2 separate regions of the Mus musculus genome follow, and region 1 is linked to region 2. A link is a contact called in public HiChIP or PLAC-seq data. All regions are on one chromosome and are shown on one strand. Each heading gives the region's core, a stretch centred on a gene start, on an enhancer-like site or on the middle of the called end of the contact. The rest is flanking DNA. Distances are from core to core; before and after follow the strand shown.

The links. HiChIP or PLAC-seq counts read pairs in DNA pulled down with a chosen protein or histone mark.
Region 1: a contact with region 2 is called in an H3K27ac HiChIP or PLAC-seq map of microglia, with 6 times the contacts expected there. The contact joins two enhancer-like sites. A contact is called at or near these places in 2 of 15 datasets of contacts at CTCF or cohesin (the NIH/3T3 cell line and large pre-B cells), 1 of 484 Hi-C or Micro-C datasets (nephron progenitors), 4 of 115 datasets of contacts at active chromatin or transcription factors (bone marrow-derived dendritic cells, embryonic stem cells and microglia) and 2 of 9 other capture datasets (bone marrow-derived macrophages and embryonic stem cells).

Annotation. Positions count from the first base shown.
Region 1 is chrX:167,225,973-167,231,952 of GRCm38.p6, reverse strand. No RefSeq gene overlaps it. Among named protein-coding and RNA genes, the nearest start is that of Tmsb4x, 20 kb to the right of the region's middle. Within about 2 kb of position 2,507, at least 76 of the 459 cell types and tissues checked have an H3K27ac peak or open chromatin away from gene starts, as enhancers often do. A contact at or near this core is called in microglia, where this site is marked.
Region 2 is chrX:166,948,654-166,954,630 of GRCm38.p6, reverse strand. No RefSeq gene overlaps it. Among named protein-coding and RNA genes, the nearest start is that of Gm30354, 67 kb to the right of the region's middle. Within about 2 kb of position 1,625, at least 41 of the 459 cell types and tissues checked have an H3K27ac peak or open chromatin away from gene starts, as enhancers often do. A contact at or near this core is called in microglia, where this site is marked.

The DNA of each region.
Region 1 (5,980 bases), core at 1,258-3,757, 280 kb before region 2:
CACCTTCGCACTTCCTCCTTCTCAAGCTCACAGCAAAATTACTAGATTTGGAATGTATGCTTATGGAATAAATGAAGGGGTGACTGGAAGCTGACATTAGCAACAGTGAGGCAGGGCCTCCAGTGCCGACCTCTTAAAGCAGAAGAACACGAAATCATTTCTTTTGGGGAGGGTAGGGGGCTACTGCAGCCCTTCCTGCAAGGCATCCTGGGATCTGCAGGGAAAAGCAAGACTGTCTGGCGGAAGCAGCCCTCCCCACAGAGACCAGCTATGCGTTTGTTAGCATTTTTCTGCAGGAAGGGAGAAGTGGATGTCGGAATGCAAAGAGACATGGACGGTGCTGCAGGCATCTTTGTTTCTGTAAAGCTCCTACCTGGATCTGGCCTTTAGACAAGTTGCTTACTTCCTTACTTTTCTCATTTATCTAATGTGACAAAACCTGTGCTCAGCTTACTTCTAAGACATAGGGAAAAGAAACAATAGGTGTTCGAGCAGGCTTTTTAGTCCTGCCACAGAATACGTGGCCACCAGTTGTTCCCACGTGCTGCTAAGAAGGGGCAGGGCCACTGGGACAGTTCACATTCATTCTCACGGGAAGTGAAAGTGAGTCGCGTTGCTCTGTGTCTGTCATGTGACAGCTGTAGGGCACAATCAACTCACTGAGTTTCTGCTTCCTGCTGCTAGGGTGACACGCCAGGCCTGGTGGCTTATACCTCTAAATTCTCCCAATTGGGAGGCTGAATGTTGCCTGGATTATACATGGACACCCTGTCGAATACAGCAAAACAACAAAACAGGGGTGATAGTAGGTTTTATTTAGTAACCACTTCCAATGTGACTAGTCCTGCTCTGGCAGTGCCCCTCCCCCTGCAACCCCAGAATTTCAAAATGGCAGCCGCAGCTTCATTTTTGTGTGTGTGTCGAACGGTACCTAAGCTTCTTTGCAGCTTTGCTGTGTACCAAAAATACAGCTTTTGGAAGTTGTTTTGTAAATTATCTTTTCAATTTTTTATTTGTCTTTATTACTTGACCTACATTATTGTTCTTGAGAGTATCTCTTTATGTAGCCCAAGCTATCCTTGGACACATAATACTCCTAACTGCCTCAGTGTCATAAATGCTAAACATACAGGCATACAGCACTGTGCCCAGTGAGGGTTGTATACTTTCATTCTCTTGAACACATTTTGGGTAAATTCTCAATACACACTTATATTCTTTACTCCATATCTTTACATTTTCTTACCATTTTTTTTTTTTTCGGAGCAGAAGCAATTGGTTTCAAAATTGAACTTGTCAATGCTTTCTTTTATGGGGTATGACTTCAGTGGCACATTTAAGAAATACTCGCTAGCAAGATGGCGTGTTATATGCCTGTAATCCCAGTATTTGGGGGGGGGGCTGTCAGGGAGATCAGCAGTTCCAGGCTAATCTTGACTAAATAGAGCAACCCTGTGTCAAAAACAAGAACATTATTCTAATTCTTCCCACGAAAAACAGAATCATTTTCTCTTCTGTTCATTTCTACAACTTTTGTGATTTTATGTTTATGTCTGCAATGAATTTCTACATTTCCTTTATTCTTAAAAATGCTATATATGTGTATAGTGAAATATCACATTTAGGCCCATTTCCCCCTCCAAATTCCCCCTTATTCTCCTCAATTGATCTTCCTACTTCCATAATTTTTAAAATAACTTTCCAAGATCAGTTAGTGATGCCCACATGTATGGGTCTGGGTCATCCACTACAGTATGGGAAAGCTTCATGTGGCCACATCCTTAAAATGAATGAATCTCCCTCCTCCAGCAGCTATCCACTGCCACTAAGAAGTAGGGCCTAGAGCTCATGGACCCTATCTACAGTAGAATGTTGTCTGGCCTGCTCTTGTGCAGGCCCCATGCAGGTAAGCACAGCTGCTGTGAGCTCATGAATGACTCACCCTGTCACTCCCGGAGGGAAGTGTTTTGAGGCACTCCTCCCTGCCCTCTGGCTCTTACATTCTTTCTGCCTCCTCTTCCTTGTTGTTCTATGCTGGAGTTTATTCCTTATATGGTATGAGCTGTGAATTTAACATGAATTTTACATATATTGAATTTCCTGAAAAATATTAAGCTAATACATAGTATCAGTTTTTTTTTAAAGAATATCAACATAGTGTCAGCTCAATGTTATACCAAACCTAGAGCCTAAGCTTGAGCTCTAAGCCACTGTGTGGCGGCACACTTAGGAAACCATTCCTGGGCAGAATGAGCACATCTACCCAGACGTCTGGCTCCAGATTTCTACTCATGACATTAATACTCATGACATATGGCTGCTTGGGAAACATTTGGGAAGTTGAAAGTAGGGTTATGCACCCCTGGACTAAAGAACAATGCGGAAATGGAACTATGTGGAGGAATTAGGAGGAAGGAACTCTAAACCCGCCTGGCTGAAGTGTTGCTTACTTGGAGGAAGTAGAAATGCTGGCAGATAGGACTGGGTGCAACCAGTAGCACCAGAAGTTCTTCTTTGTCATGCTTCTGGGGGCAAGAAGGGCTGGCAAGTTCAGAAGCAGGGAGTGGCCTAGGCACAGGTCATGGATGTAGCGCTAGGGGGCAGTGTAGAGCAGAACTAGTTAGAGCAAAGGCTCTTTGGAGTCAGTTATTAAAAAGCCTTTCAGGAGTCGAGGTTGGCAGGAAAATGACATGAAAATGACCTTGGCCACTCTCCGAATTATAGCGGGTCAGGGAGGAAAGAACATTTATCATGGATACTGCTGGCTTGCATTTGTGTTTGGGAGGACATTAAGCCTGTCTCTGGTATCACAGATGATGTACAGGCTATGTCTTTTACACAGCAATGGCAGTTCCAATCTCCAGGAAGTAAAAAGTCTTTGGGAAGAAAACAAACAAAAGAAAAACATACAAACAAACCAACAAAACAAAATAAAACAAAACCCACAAAAAAACAGAACAAAACAAAACAATACATGCATACAAACACATCATACACAACACCAATTAAAGTTCCTTAGAAGAACAGATGTTAGTGGCCATAAACTCAGCCATTTCTCAATTTGGTTTTCCCCCCAAATATCCCCTTTTGATTTTCAGAGAAATAGTCAGCTCTCTGCCTCTGTTCCTTACATATAATTATGTCACATAATAACAATAACAATGGAAAATGCTGGTGCAAACACACAGTGAAATTAAGAGAAACAAAATCAGAGAGAAAATAAACTTTGCAAACAGCTCCAAGATATGTCTCTCAAACCAGATAGGAGACAGGGGTGAAGAACATCACAAACACAGCTGCCAGGTTCAAATCCCAGCTCCTATTTGCCAGTATGTCCATGATTTGGGGCATGTAGGTAGCAAAGCTTCCTACATTAAGCATGCATAATCTCAATCATCATGCCATCTGCTTCTGAGGGGAAGACGAGATATTTTGATTAGCCTCTAGCAGACAGTGAGCAGAGTAGAAATATAGTCATTATCCTATCCTCCAGGTTTACTACATTGACCTTGAACAATGGTTACATTCAGCAGTATCTCTATATCAAACTATCACATTACTATCGTGTGTGTGTGTGTGTGTGTGTGTGTGTGTGTGTGTACATATATATACATATATATATATTTTCCCCAAGATGGATGGAATATACCATGAATGCCAGGTTGGGTCCAAACCTTATGACTGCCCTAAAAGCCTAGAAAGTAGAGCTCAATCAAAGTCTTTCCACGCTGCCGCAAAGACTCTGGCCAAATATGAGAAACCTGAGGCCACCCAAAGGGAGCAGCAGCCCCATGCCTGCACCTGTGTTTAAAAGAAGCCCTCTAAATGAATGAGTCTGCTCGTCATCATTCAGGGGCCAGGTCCTGCAAGCCCAGTTCAGTTGGGTGCTTTGTTTTCAAAAAGCATCATTGATTGTGGGCCAATGTTGCTGTTCCCAAAAGACACAAACCAATGTAAAGTCTTTGACCTACCATTGAGGAGACCCAGCCCACCAGGAGGGGCAAAACAAATCGATACAAATGACAACAACCAGGACCGGTTATCACCTCCGAAGACTTTCCACAGTCTTGGCGTGGGAGGCCTGCTCGATGGTTCTCAGTGCTCATTGAAAACACACAAAATGGAGTGTATTTTTTTTTATGTTATTAAATGGCAATCAAATGGCCTATAAGAGATCATAAGGAAAGGAAGCAAGTTGTCCTGTTGGCACATTGCCTGCCACATAGTGGGCTCTTGGGAACGCTTGGCGACATGAACCCAATCAGCAGCAGAGCAAGGCTAAGGACTTGGAGCTCACGGGCTTCCGTTCATCCTCCATGTTGTCCAACAGTACAAAGCAGGGAAGCAGAAGGAACCCGGAAGTATGGATCAGAGCTTGGGAGAGGAGATGGTATCTCTTCCCCCGGGGGTCTCCCTTTTTTTTCCAGTTCCCCACCCCACCACCACCACCACATGTATCCCTCCCTTCCAGCACCTTTCTTTAGCACTCCATTGGCACTCACTTGGGGGAGGCCTAGAAGAAGTCTGTGGAAACTTCCTTCTACACAAACGTCTAGCTGAGAGGGCTGCCTGAGATATGAGGAAACCAAGCAAACCGCAGCTGCTCGCCTGCAGGGGCACAAACACAGAGGCCTTTAGCTGAGCCTGGGGCCTATTTCTGGCCTCACTGTTTGTCCTCTTACAAAGCATTTACCGCGCGCCTGCCTCACTTCCTTGCCCCAAAGGTGAGGTGCTGGCTGCCTAGTGACAGTCTTCCATCCTGGCTTTCTGGGGCATGGGACAAGAATGAGTTCGCAGAAACAAATGAATGTAAAAGGAACAAAACCAAGCACTTGGATGACTGTGCTCTTGTGAGAAGGTGCAGCCTGGCCACCCCGTTCCCCTAAGTTAAGAGTACCCTCACAGAATATTCAAACACATCCATACACAGCTTCCCCACCTCCACGAAAAATAGAAAGCAGGTCTCCAAAATGTAATGTTCTGCTCCATTTTACAGGAAGTTAGCTATAGAGTAGCTGCTGAAGTTAGGAGGGTCTTAATGAGGTCTCGATGGCTGAATAGTGGGTATCAAAGGTACATACTAGAACGGAGTCTGATGCACGGTGGCCCAAGGATTCATTTACTTTAGGATTGTTTCGGAGCCACAGGTACCACAAGAACTGTCTGCCTGCCCTTTAAGAGCACAAGTTCCTTTACTTGCAAATAAGCAGGAAGTCCCCCTCCTTGGGTAGGGCCTCTGGGCGGTGCCTTTCACTTCCTTCCAAAGGTGTTTTCATCCTAAACCCCAAGCACCAGGGTCACCTTCTGTTACTTTCACAGGCCTACCCAACTGCCTTGGGCTGGGCTTCATGGAAAGTGTCTTGATCAAGAAAAATAAAGACTAATTTTTAAATGCAAGAAAGGTGAAGGTAAATGTAAAAATAATATTTTACATCAATATAAAAGTAATACTGTGTATTTCTGGTACAAATGGTAAGTTCTATAAATAGAATCTCCACTCCCTTTTCCCAGGATCAAACTATTAGTAGTTCTTGAAATTCTCTTGTAGAGAGCTGGTGAGCGGTGTTTAGTGAGCCCTGGCTGCCTGAGTTTGGAACCCCAAGACCTGTCAACATGGTGGAAGTGGAGAACTGACACCTGGAAGTAGTTGTCCTCTTGCCTTCATATGCTCAACACATACACGTGTGCGCACACACACACACACACACACACACAAGCACATACCTGTATCCATGTGTGCCTTCTGTGTCAGTGTTTGTGTGAGCTCTTGGTATGTGTGCGTGCGTGCGTGTGCGTGTGTGCGTGCGTGTGCATGTGTGCGTGTGCGTGTGCGTGTGCGTGTGCGTGTGCGTGTGCGTGTGTGTGTGTGAAACATAGTTGCAGTAGTAATCATCACCATAGGAACTCCTACATATATGGAAGCTAGAGGTTGATGGTTGGGTCACTTCCTCAGTTGCTGTCTATCCCCACAGGCAGTCTC
Region 2 (5,977 bases), core at 376-2,875:
ATGAGTATTCCTCTTTCTCCACATCCTTGCCAGCATGTTCTGTACTTTGAGTTTTTGATCTTAGCCATTCTGTTTGGTGTAAGGTGGAATCTCAGTGTCATTTTGGCTTGCATTTCCCTGATAACTACGAATGTTGCTTTATCTTATTATATTTTATTTTGTTATTTATTTTAAAGTGAATATTAAATGAATGAATGAATGAATGAAAACCTAGCCATTAGGGTAAAGGTTAACAATTGACCTATCACTTATACCTACTGGGAGAGGGGAAAATCCATTTTCTCCAATGGAGTGACACTGGGTATATCAAATACTCCAGGATAGGCCCCATTCTCAGTAGTTGATCTACATATAATGGACTTTGAGATTTTGTGTGTATGTTTTTATTTGGTTATAGTTTGGTGGGTCTTTTTGTTTTATATTGAATGTTGTTTTATTTTGTTTCATTGCTTTTGGGGGTCATGTTATATTGGGGTCTTGCTTGGTTTTCTTTTTAGGAAGGATTTAAAGATGAGTGGGTAGGGAGGGGAGTGATCTGGAAGGACTGAGGTGGAGAAGAATATGATTAAAATATATTTAAATTAATAAAATGTTTTAAATAATAAAATATAATAAAAAAGTAAAGAAGGAAAAATAAAGGAAGGAAGAGAGAAAGAGAAAGGAAGAAAGAAAGAAAGAAAGAAGAAAAGAAAGAAAGGAAGGAAGGAAGAAGGAAAGAAAGAAAGAAAGAAAGAAGGAAAGAAAGAAAGAAAGAAAGAAAGAAAGAAAGAAAGAAAGAAAGAAAGAAAGAAAGAAAGAAAGAAAGAAAGAAAGAAAGCTGAGCAAGCCACAAGGAGCAAGCCAGCAGCAATGTTTCTCCATGGTCCTTGTTCAAGTTCCTGCCTGGAGTTCCTGTCCTACTTGTCTCAGTGATGGAGGGAGTGTGAACTGTGAGCTGTAAGATGAGTCGACCCCTTTCCTCCCTAGGCTGCTTTTGCTCATGATAATTATCCCAGCAATAGAAAGCTAGTTCTGACACTCGCTAGCTAGGGAACATCAGCATTCTCCTGACAGCTCCCAGCTTCCTTCTTCACCTTGAGATCATTCTAGCTTCATCTGATTATGTGAGAATTCCATGAGATTTTATAAACCCATACCTGGCCACAGACTGTGCGCTTTGGAGCTGCAGGCCTCCTCATAGGCTTGGAGCTTATGAGAAATGCAGTTTCAGGCCCCAACTTTGCCCTGTGTGGTCTGAACCTGCATCTTCATAAGCCCTCCATGTCTGAAGTGCATGTGTCACTGTAACAAAAGACACATTGTAAGTAGAGAGAAATTTCTTGGACACACAGTGACTCGTTGCCTAGCTCATTCCAGGTAAGGCTAGCCATGGCTTTAGTGCCACAGCAGACACTCCACGCTTAACTCCCTGGATCCTCTTAGGAAGACCCTACTCTCTCAAATTCCAGGCTCGCGAACAGCAGGTAATTTTCTATTTCAAGCCAGAAGGAACAACCCTACCCACACACAAGTTTGAAGAATACAGTGAGGTACCAATCACAGAAACCTCACATTCAAAATGGACTTGCCACCCAGTTCAGCCCGAGAAGAGAGAAAAGATTTCGACAGATGCAGATTCAGTTCCGTGTCCGTATCAGGCCCTTCCTTGCCCAGCCTCTATGAGAGCTTAGGTTCAGTCCCCAGGGTTTCTGACCTCCTCATTTGCTTGCTTGATCTGCTCATTGCTTCTGCTTCCTACTCATGCTGAGGTTCTACTTGCCCCTTTGCGGGCAGGACAGGAGTAAGAAAAAGCATAAGAACAAAGACCCCACAGGGTCTAGACTTTCAGCGAGGGAAGAAAAGAAATCAGCAAGGAGAATGCCTTGTGCGCAGGGACGAGAGAGCTGCTGCTTCCTGTCAGAACAAATGGTGCCGCTGAGTTCCCACCACAGAAGTCAGCCCCCTCAATGTTCTGGCATGTGATTCTTTGGGAACAAAAGTGCCGTTTTGGAGTCATTAGCATTTGTAGCTATTTTATTGTATGAAAGAAATAAAACAGAATCCTTCCTGCGTGTTCTAATGAACAAAACACAGAAGCAACTTCAGCGAAGCTGGGGGTGGGGGTGGGGCAGCACTGCCTATTTATGAACAGGAAAAATGAAAGAATAACTAGGTAGGAAACCTAAGTAAGAAGATTTATGTGCTGATAAATAAAAATTCTGGAGGATCCTAGTAAGCCCATCATTCCCTTGTGAAGAAGCGCATAAGGACATAGACGCAAGGCTACTTTGGTCACAGAACTTGCTCTTTGACCAATCTTCCATGTGATATACAGAGTTTGATTTCATTTCATTAGACTTCATAGACCAGGATCGCTTTCTTTCCTTGGGCCTGAAGAAGGCTGAGAAAATCATAAACAAGCCATCATCCTAAATACCAGCCGCCAGATTTATACCATCCATTGTAGTGGAAATCAATATAGTGGGGTTCGTTTGACAGCTGAAAGTTCAGGGATAGGAAGTAATTTATCCAAGGTTGCGGCCAGTCCAAGCTGGAGGTAGGCTGAACGTCTGATCCCCTTGTGCAGCCTTTTGATATAAAACATGAACATAAAAATTGAAAGTTCTTATCTGGTAGATGTAAAACTTTTCTGTCTTGGCTTTGTTAATAAGGTACCCTCCCCCAAATATTAAGCAGTGAAGTCTCCTGAATATACCACCAAGGTTGTTATGCCAATGGATGCAGAAGCAACTTTGGGGAAAACGGATTTCAGTCTCACCCCACTTGTGAGAATTGGGTTTCCAGTCTAAGTCAGAGCAGAGAGCCCCTTTGGGTAATCCCACATGTCAAGTCTCTATTGAATATGAACTTTGAGATACTTGCTTATTCCCTTCCAGATATGTCAAATTTCAACAAAATAGGGGTAAAATCAAGTGCTAATTACCTGTAAAAAGGAAAGTGAAGTTAGGAGCTGGGGCTGGGAAGAAAGGGTCAAGAGAAAACTTTGTAGAATGAAGGTAAAAAATCTATTTTCATAGGAGTTTGGGTTAAGATTGTGTGATAAGCACCATCAAAATGTATTAGATATTAAATAGTTATCTAAGATTTGTATGTTTCATTATATGTGAATTTTAGCTTAAATACAATCCAATATAATAGAAGAATAACCAAGAAAATATTTAGGGCATAATAGAATTAATAATTAAAATAGTAAAGTTGAATTTTTAATCATCTTTAGCAGCCACAGTACATAAACATCTTCAATAACTTCTGCAAAGAAATGAAGTTTCCAGAAGCCAAAATGTGTATGGAAAGTAGAGGACATATGTTCTTGGCAATTGTCACAGTTGGCACTGCCAGAAAACCAGGTCTTTGCCCTTGAATGAAAAAGGCTTCCTTCAGCAGTCAAGCATTATAGGCTGGCTGCGTGTATGGAGCGTGGGAGAGATGCCAACGTATAGGAACTCTGCAATTTATTTCTGAAGAGACTCCTGCAGAGCAGTCGAAATTTGGCATCTAAGGATCGCTAATGTGTTCTTCCAAACAAATGTGGAAATAGGTCCAGAAGTGAGCACGGAGGAAGAAAAGCTCCACTTCAGCCTAAGATAAAGTGGGACTTGATGGTTTATGGGAAAAATTACCAAAGCATGCAGACAAATAAGAAATCTCAGCTCAGTGTGGTGCCACGTGCATATAATCTCAGCACTTGGGAGCTGTAGGCCAGATCAGGAGTTCAAGGTCCTTCTAAGCCATTTAACTGGCTTAAGGTCAGTTTAGGAGACATGATAACGCGTCTCAAGCTAAAAGAAGAAGAAGAAGAAGAAGAAGAAGAAGAAGAAGAAGAAGAAGAAGAAGAAGAAGAAGAAGAAGAAGAAGAAGAAGAAGAAGAAATTCCACTGACATTGAGTCATTTGGGGATTTTCTTTACTCTTCTGTTCCCACTTTCAATATTAGCCTGCATGTGCCCCCTAAATGTGCATGTCTTAGAATTTTAATTCCTCAATATGTCAGCTTTGACAAGTGGGATCCATGGTCTCATGAATAGAGCAACGCCTTTCTTGAATGGACAGGTTAGCTATCACTGGTATTCAAGATGTTCAATTCTTCTTTCTTTCTTTTTACATCTCACTTAACTTTCCAACTTCTGCCATGAGTTGAAGCCCTGCAAATGCCTTAGCAGCAGCCACCAAAAATGCTGGCACTATGTTCTTGGAAGGCCTTGTCTTTTAAACCATGATCTGAAATCAACCTATGCCCTTTGTAACTTACTCAATCTCAGACACTCTGTTATAGCTGTAGAAAATGAACATGACCTACACCCCTAGCTATTTAAATGGTTTGAACTATTCCAAGCACAGGGAAAAAAAAGCAACTAATAAAACAAGAGCACATTTGTGATCCAAGATTCTTTTTGTAAGATTGAAAATGTGTTCATTTTTGTGGCTAGACATATTAGTAATTAAATAGTTCAAGTGAATCTGTAGATTTTGCTGGTGTGTTTATGTTCATATAAAATTTGCTCTTTCAACACTTTCCTTCATCTCTCTGTTATGTATTCTTGGATGTGTACTTCTTTGGGGTTGATGAAAATGCTTTGAAATTAAGGGTGTGATGGTTAATTTCAATAGGCAACTTGATGCGATCCAGAATAACTTGGAGAGAGAGATGAACTTCTATGTATGCCTGTAGGGGATTTTCTTGATTAGGTTGATGGACATGGGAAGAACTTCCCACTATTGTTGGAACAATTTTGTGAACTGGGACAATTTTGTGGACTGCAACCATTTTGTGGACTGAGATTCTAAATTGTATTTTCAAAAGGAGAAAAAGTGTGGCTGCAAAGCTGGTTCAGTCATTAATTGTATTTACTTCTTGCTCTTGTAGAGGACCTGGGTTCGATTCCCAGAACTCATGTCTGACAGCTCACAACCACCTGTGTAACTCCAGGTCCAGGAGATTGGAAATGTTCTTCTGGCCTCTGTGGGCTCCTGCACATATATAGCATACACTTACAAAGATGCCTACACATACATAAACATAAAAAATTTTTAAAAATATTTTTAAAGATGAGAAAGTGAGCAGAGCATCAGCATTCATTGTTCTCTGCATGTAGAAAGACCAGATGTAGAGAGACCATGTTCCTCAAGATTTTGCTACTGTCACGTCCAGGCCATGATGGACCATGAGTTGGAACTTCAAGCCAAAAGAAACCCTTTCTCCATTAAGTTTCTTTTCTCAGAGTATTTTATTCCAGAAACAACTGAAACTGGGGGTATAGCTGCACAACACTGTAGATAAACTAAGGTCTGTGAAGTCTGTAGGTAAAAGGCTTAAAAGGTTAAAAGGTTAGGGTTGAGGGTTAGCTCAGCCAGTAAAATGCTTATTGTCCAAGCACAAGGACTTGAGTTTGAGCCAGACAATCCGTGAAAAGGCTGGGGGTGGTGGCTACATGCTTGTGGTGCTATTGCACCCAGGAAGGAACATCATCCAAGATCAGCCTCTGGCCCGGACATCAACAAGCACACACAAGCACTTGCACACACATGTACCTGCTCACACACATGAACACACATCTACACAATCCTTAAAAGCTGGACTTTATAATATGTGAATTACAACTTACAGTTTTTAAAGAAAAGTTTCCAGCCAGGAAACGAGTGCTTGACTAGCCAAGCCTTCTGGTCTTTGCTTGGATTTTTTGACTCTCAGCAGTATTTGTTCTGGTGTGTTGGTACTTATGGTTCAAATAATGGCAGCTTTCTCTGAGGTATCCACAGTCCTTGTGATGCCTCATAAAGTGTGTATCTGTCTCCATGCATCAAACACAGAAATCCCATGAGCTTGTGTTACTTGCTAAGGTTGGAGCATCATCTTTACATTGCACAGAGTAGGAACTTATGGTCTTCTAAAGGCTTTCCACCTGAAGCATCATTCTGTTTGTTTTGTCCTTTTGGCCTCTTTCCTAGATGCTCTATCTTAACTATTTCAACGTGTAACC